2 separate regions of the Sus scrofa genome follow, and region 2 is linked to region 1. The links are chromatin contacts, called in public HiChIP or PLAC-seq maps. All regions are on one chromosome and are shown on one strand. Each heading gives the region's core, a stretch centred on a gene start, on an enhancer-like site or on the middle of the called end of the contact. The rest is flanking DNA. Distances are from core to core; before and after follow the strand shown.

Evidence for each region. HiChIP or PLAC-seq counts read pairs in DNA pulled down with a chosen protein or histone mark.
Region 2: a contact with region 1 is called in an H3K27ac HiChIP or PLAC-seq map of alveolar macrophages. The contact joins the promoter of SLC26A1 here to the promoter of GAK in region 1. A contact is called at or near these places in 3 of 47 Hi-C or Micro-C datasets (embryonic fibroblasts and liver) and 1 of 2 datasets of contacts at active chromatin or transcription factors (alveolar macrophages).

The regions. Positions count from the first base shown.
Region 1 is chr8:295,211-298,552 of Sscrofa11.1, reverse strand. It overlaps GAK (cyclin-G-associated kinase), which reads left to right and starts at 1,564. Exons shown (of 28, transcript XM_021100831.1): 1 at 1,564-1,843. The coding sequence starts at 1,699. It overlaps TMEM175 (endosomal/lysomomal potassium channel TMEM175), which reads right to left and starts at 2,860. Exons shown (of 11, transcript XM_021100844.1): 1 at 2,299-2,860.
Region 2 is chr8:344,182-347,523 of Sscrofa11.1, reverse strand. SLC26A1 (sulfate anion transporter 1) reads left to right here and starts at 1,569. Exons shown (of 3, transcript XM_021100851.1): 1 at 1,569-3,342. It overlaps IDUA (alpha-L-iduronidase), which reads right to left. Exons shown (of 14, transcript XM_021100852.1): 3 at 567-652; 4 at 321-428; 5 at 1-61.

The sequences.
Region 1 (3,342 bases), core at 315-2,814:
ACTTTACACCTGACTCTTCTGTCCCAGCAAACACATCCTGGTTTCCTTCCATCAGCTGTAGGATGCTCAGGAATCTCCCATCTTAAACATCTCAGCACCCCCTCGGTACCGTAGTCTCCGCAACCAAACTTCCTGAGTTACCTCCCCTTACTGTCTCTCCCTCTTCATTTTTTTTTCCTTCTCTTTGGGTACCTAGTTTCCACCCACTGCTCCACGGAAACAATATTGTTCTGGGCAAGATGCTGATATCACTGCTGCTAAATCCCAGGTACATCATTTACTCCTGGAAGCTGTAAGTGGAGGTTCCTCTTTTTCTTTTGTCTCCTTCCTTTTAAATGGCAAAGTCATTTGACATAATGCTTTTAGTTTCCTTCTTGCTTCCCTAGTTGCTGCTCCTCTCTAAAGAGTGTACTTTCAGTCTAAAAGCGACATTGTCCCATTGGTGCTCTCCTCCAGACAACTGCCACCTCTATGCTAGGAGACACCCAAAAACAGCCCGGACTTTTTCCCAAGCCTCCGATGTGTTCCATTTACCAGACAAACGCAGCGGCTGGAAGAGCCATGTGACTCGGTATCACTTGTTGACCCTGGCCCCCTGGCTAAGTAATGGCACTGCTGGGCATGTTTTCTCACCCCAAAGGGATAATTAATAGGAACGCTTCTAAAAGGATGTTGTAAGCAGTAAAGCATTGTATGAACTGAGCTTCTTTACTATAGTGATAACACGTGCTAGCCTGTCCAGAAAGAGACTTTTTTTTTTTTTTGTCTTTTTGCCATTTCTTGGGCCGCTCCCACGGCATATGGAGGTTCCCAGGCTAGGGGTCCAATCGGAGCTGTAGCCACCGGCCTACGCCAGAGCCACAGCAACACGGGATCCGAGCCGCGTCTGCAACCCACACCACAGCTCAGGGCAATGCCGGATCCTTAACCCACTGAGCAAGGGCAGGGACCGAACCCGCAACCTTATGGTTCCTAGTCGGATTCGTTAACCACTGCGCCACGACGGGAACTCCCGGAAAGAGACTTTTAATAGCTTGAAATTCTAGGAGGGTTAAGATGCTACCGGGGGCGGTGGCTCCATTTCTCCGTTTGGAGGTGAACACGCCAGACAAGAACCTACCGAAAGCGGCCGGCTGCCAAACGCGCCAAGGGGGTCAGGCAAGTGGCAGCGTCTTACCTGGGGGGGGGGGAAGCTCTAGGTGATGGGTCACACACGGGATTCTGGATCCAGTGCTGCCAGAAATGATTTTTCCACAGAAGCGTCAAAACTGAGCTTTTAAAATGATGCTTTTCGGTCTTTTATAGGCAACCAACTCAATAAATAGACGGACGCCGCGGGCCCCCCGGCGCTCGGCTTACACAGACCGGCTCTGCGCGGCCGGGCACCGGGAGCCCCTGGACACCAGCCTCCGCGGAAACCGCCGCGTGCAAACGGTTGGGCGCCGGGCTCCCTCCTCGAGCTCGGCGCCAGAAGCCCGTTACCCGGCCCACCCTCGCGTCCACGCCCAGCTCCGCGCACTCGCAGCCGCCCGGCGCGGCGGAAGTGACGCCCGGCGCTCTTCCGGCCAGCGACGCGCCCCCGCGCCTGCGTGGAGGCGTCGGGCGGAAGCGGTGCGGTCGCGGCCGGCGGTTGCCGAGTGGACCCGGACGCGGCTGTACGCTGAGCCCTCGGTCCGGCGCCCGCCGCGGGCCGCAGCCATGTCGCTGCTGCAGTCTGCGCTCGACTTCCTGGCGGGCCCGGGCTCCCTGGGGGGTGCTGCCGGCCGCGACCAGACTGACTTCGTGGGGCAGACGGTGGAAATGGGCGAGCTGCGGCTGCGAGTGCGGCGGGTCCTGGCGGAGGGTGAGGCGGGGGCCGGGGGCGCGCGGCCCGGGGCGCGGGGCAGGACCAGGCGGGCAGGGGGAGGGTCACGGCTGGCCGGAAGGCGACTGCCGAGGGGGAGGCCCGTGTGGGGTCGGGCACTTCCGTGTCGGAGGCTGGGGTCAGGCTGGGGCAAGGTGGTCGTGGCGGCAGGTGTAGGCTCACCTGAGGCTGGAGGAGAGGCTGTGTCGCTGGGAAGGAGTGGTGGGCCGGCGGGGGTTGGCGCGCGGGGCCTTAGCGGAAAGGAGGCAGGGGGACCCGCAAGACTAAAGGCTGGAGTCCCGAGGCACGCGCTGGGGCCGGGGGGTGGGTTATAAGTCGTCGAGGGCCGCGGTGGGACAGTGGACGTGGGGCTGGTCCTCTCAGGTTTCGGGACCTTAGGCGAGGGTGTTGGGACAGACAGCGCCGCGTCCTGTAGCCGGGGTTCCCCCTCTTACCATAGGAGCGTCTTCTGCCCCGGTCCTCTCTGGGCCCGAGCTGACCCGGCAGTTGGGATCCGTACAGAACCTCGCCGCGGGGCTGGTCAGTCTGTGGTCGGCTGTGTTGCTGCACGCTGTTTCTTGCTTCCTGCACCCCGCCTCCCTTCCTCACACAGAATTTCCCACCAGTGTTGGCGCGGTCCTGTTTCCTTGTCTGCGTTTTTCTGTTTTGTCCAGTGGGGATCACGCGGGCGTGTGAGCTTCCCCTAGCCGTGGCACGGTTGGCTTTGGGGCTGTGTTCCTTGCTTTAGCCTGCGTGAGGGAGTGGCTGCATGGACAGCTGCACATGGCTGTGGTTTCCCTCGGAGCTGTAGCTTCAGCCAGTCACTGCGGACATTCCTGCTGCCATTTGTGCTCAATTTCAGGTGGAACAATGGCTGGCTGTTTCCAAAGGCCTGAGGCGTGTTCTGCCCTTAGCATCCTCACACACATTGGCTCCACTGTCAGGAAGAGAGGAATTTGGAGGGTGATTTGGTGAGAAGATCTCAGGCTCTTCTTCAGAGCTAGTGACGTTCTGAAGTGTGGTATTCTTTCATATCTGGGGTAGAACGAGAGTTGCCCCCAGATCAAATCATTTATTCTGAAAATGCCAGGGAAGTATTTTGATTCTTTAAGAAATTCAGAGTGGAGAGTACGTGATTTCTGCCTTGTGGAACTTTAAATAAGACACATTTTCTGATGAACAAAGGACAGTGCAATGCAGGGGATTCCTCTGGTGGGATAGACGGTGGGCCCAGCTGAGATGGGAGGGGTGAGAATGCACCTCCTGCCAGGGGCAGGGCCAGTGCAGAAGGGGAGGGATGGGAAGTGGGTCACACAGAGAAGGAAGCTCGTGCCTGTGGCATAACACCCAGGATGAAGAACAAGGAAATGGAAGCAGCCACTGTGGTTGTGCAAAGCACCTGCTCCCCTTGTTGTCTAGACACACCAGGAGGTGCAAGGTGCCAGTGAGATTAGGAGCTGTAGATTTCCTCCCCTTGAACTGAACCGGCGGCTTGGCTT
Region 2 (3,342 bases), core at 320-2,819, 49 kb before region 1:
TGGTCCGGCTCGTTCCACGTCTCAAAATTCCACTTGGAAACGTGCTTGAGTCCGTACCTACCTGCAGAGAGTCCCTGCTGTGGCAAGAGGGGCCCTCCCCTGGGGCAGGGACACGAGTGCATCCCGAACCCCGGGGAGGGCACCCGCGGTGGGCGGTTTGGATGCGATGGCGGTGTCACTGGGAGCTCCCCCCCCGCCCCCATCAGAAGGCCTTGGCTCAGGGGGCTCATGACAAGAAGACCGGGAGATGGCCTGGGTGGTGCAGAAGGAAAGCCTGCCCAGAAGCGCCCCCATCCCCAAAGGGCATGGGCCCCACCCACCAACGTATCTCCTAGCCAGGAGCGAGACCAGGTTCCTCCACTCGAACACCTGCTGCTTGTCCTCAAAGTCCGTGAAGTGTCCAGAGGGGCTGCCCATCAGCTCAAAGCCTGCAGCACACGAAGGTGGCTGTCCCACTGCTCACCTGCCTGGCTCCCCCAGGCCAGCACCGAGGCAGGACCTGACTGGGCAACCAGGAGGACCCGGAAAGGCCAGGCCAGTGGGAGACGGTGGGGTCAGTGGTTCACCTGGGAGGAGCTGGTTCTCCCTGAGAAGGTCCAGGTATCGATCCAAGTGGGTGAAATTGTAGCTCAGTCCCTGTCCAGCTGACCTCCTGTAGAAGGACACTCAGTGTCAAGGTTGGGGGACGTGGGCCTGGGCCTGGAGCTGTGGCCACATTCAAGCAGCTAGGGAGCTTGCAAGGTGCCATTCGGGACTAGGCTCCAGGCTAAATAGGCCCCTCTCCTTGGCACACATCAACTATGTAAGCCTATTAGTCACTCACAGCCTAGTATGAACTCATGTGCCTGCACTGGAATCCCACCCTCAAGTCTTTGGGGGCTCAGAACAACCTGGGGCCTGGGAGTGGGACAAGAGGATGGAGACGGGGAGAACAAGGCGTCCTAAAGACAGCTGACGGAGAAGCGCAAGGCTGGAGGAGAACCTGGTGGGACTCTGTGGGCCCACATTCTGTTTCTCTGCACCTCCCGGAGGCCAGGGCCCCACATTTGGTTCGGCAGTACCTGGTCCCCCTGCTGCACTCTGAGAGACACCATGGGAGCAGGAGCGGGGCAAGGACAGCCTCCCCCCTGCACGCACTCCTCACATAGAAATGAACGTGTGACAACCAGGCCGCGGACAGGAGCCACGGGCCTGGGGCGGAAGAGGGCGCGAGTCGAGGGAAGGGAGGTCACCTGGTGCCTTGGGGCCACGTGAGAAGGGAGCCTGACTTGGGGCGAAACGGGGAGTCCTTTCAGAGATCCACACAGAGCAGGAAGTACCACAGCTTTTTTGTTTGTGTGTGGGTTTTGTTTTTTGTCTTTTAGCCTTTTCTAGGGCCGCTCCCGCGGCATATGCAGGTTCCCAGGCTAGGGGTCGAATTGTAGCTGTAGCCACCGGCCTACGCCAGAGCCACAGCAACTCGGGATCTGAGCCGCGTCTGCGACCCACACCACAGCTCACGGCAACACCAGATCGTTAACCCACTGAGCAAGGCCAGGGATCGAACCCGCAACCTCATGGTTCCTAGTCAGATTCGTTAACCACTGCGCCACGGCGGGAACTCCTGTTTGTGTGTTTTTAAGACATTATTGTTACAATTATTATGTTATTACTTTGCCATAATTTCCTCAGCTAGAGATTGAATCTAAGCTGCAGCTGGGACCTCTGCATAGCTACGGCAACACGAAATCCTTTATTTTATTTATTTAATTTTTTTTTGTCTTTTTAGGGCTGCATTGGTGGCATGTGGAAGTTCCCAAGCTAGGGGTCAAATTGGAGCTACAGCCGCTGGCCTACACCACAGCTCACAGCAATGCTGGATCCTTAACCCACTGAGCGAGGCCAGGGATCGAACTTGCGTCCTCATGGATACTAGTCAGATTCGTTTCCGCTGAGCCATAACAGGAACTCCCACACGAGATCCTTTAACCCACTGTGCCGGGCCAGGGATTGAACCCGCATATCCACAGCAGCCCGAGATGCTAAAGTCAGGTTCTTAACCCACTGCGCCACAGTGAGAACTCCAAGATTCAATTTTTTTTTTTTTTTTAGAGTGGTTTTGGGTTCACAGCAAAACTGAGGAGGTACAGAAGCTCCCCGCCCCCGCCACCGGCCTCCTCTCCACAAGCACAGTCTCCCCCGTGATCAACAGCCCAGAGCGGGATGCTTCTTACAACTGATAAACCTACGCCGACATCTTAGTCACCCCAAATCCACAGTTTACATTAAGGTTCACCTGGTGCTATACATTTTGGGGTTTGGAAAGACACATGATCTACCACCAAGATCATACAGTGTTTTCTTGGACCTAAAAACCCTATGCTCAGAGTTCCCTTGTGGCTCAGCAGGTTAAGGATCCCATGTTGTCACTGCTGTGGCTCTGGTTACTGCAGTAGCGCAGGTTCAAGCCCTGGCTCAGGAACTCCCACATGCTCTGGCTAAAAAGGATATTCATGCTCCCCCCACCCCACCAAACCCCTGATTTTTTTTACTGTCGCCATGGTTTTGTCTTTGCCATGATGTTTTGAAAGGATCCCTTTGTGGTCAGTTGCAGCAAGAGCAGGGAGCTGGAAGATGGCCCCCCGGGGACCTGGAAGAAGGGTCCCCCATCAGAAGGCCTTGGCTCAGGGGGTTCATGACAAGAAGACCAGGAGGTGGCCTGGGTGGAGCAGAAGGAAAACCTAGATGCTGTCTGCAGAGGCATCGAGAGGGAGCTGGGGCGGACGGGTTTACAAGTGGGAGGGACGGTGATGGACTGGAGGGGAGCTGGGACCGGGGGTTCAGCACAGCCTCTCCGACTAGGTTTCACTTTGGCGGAGGCCGGGAGGGATAAGCCGATGGAAGCTGGGTCTCAGGTTTGTCCACGTAGGGTGGACGCCCAAGGCTGGAGCCGGGTGAGGAAGCTGGTGCTCAGCGATCCCGCCAAGGCGAGGGAGGGCGCGGAGCAGGGCACTGAACCCAAGGTGAGCCCAGGCAGGCGGGGCTGGCGAGGCCCTGAGGGACAGAGCAGGGGGAGCAAAGGCACTGCCCAGAGGGGTGCAGCTGCGCCCTCTTGCGGCCGCCGGGTTCGCCCGGCGAGCGCAGGGAGAGGAGGGAGCGAGGCGGCGTTCCGGCCGAGCTGCTCTGGGTCGGTCAGTGCCCCTGTACCCGCCAGCCAGGCCACCCCAGCGCTGCCCCCCTGTCGCCTCGAGGATCTGGACGAATCAACATCTCTCTCCCTTCCGGGCTTCCTCTCCCCCCACTCTTCAGTGCAACGGTCAAGGACGAACCTGGGCTCAAGTCCAGCCGCCATGGACACAGGTG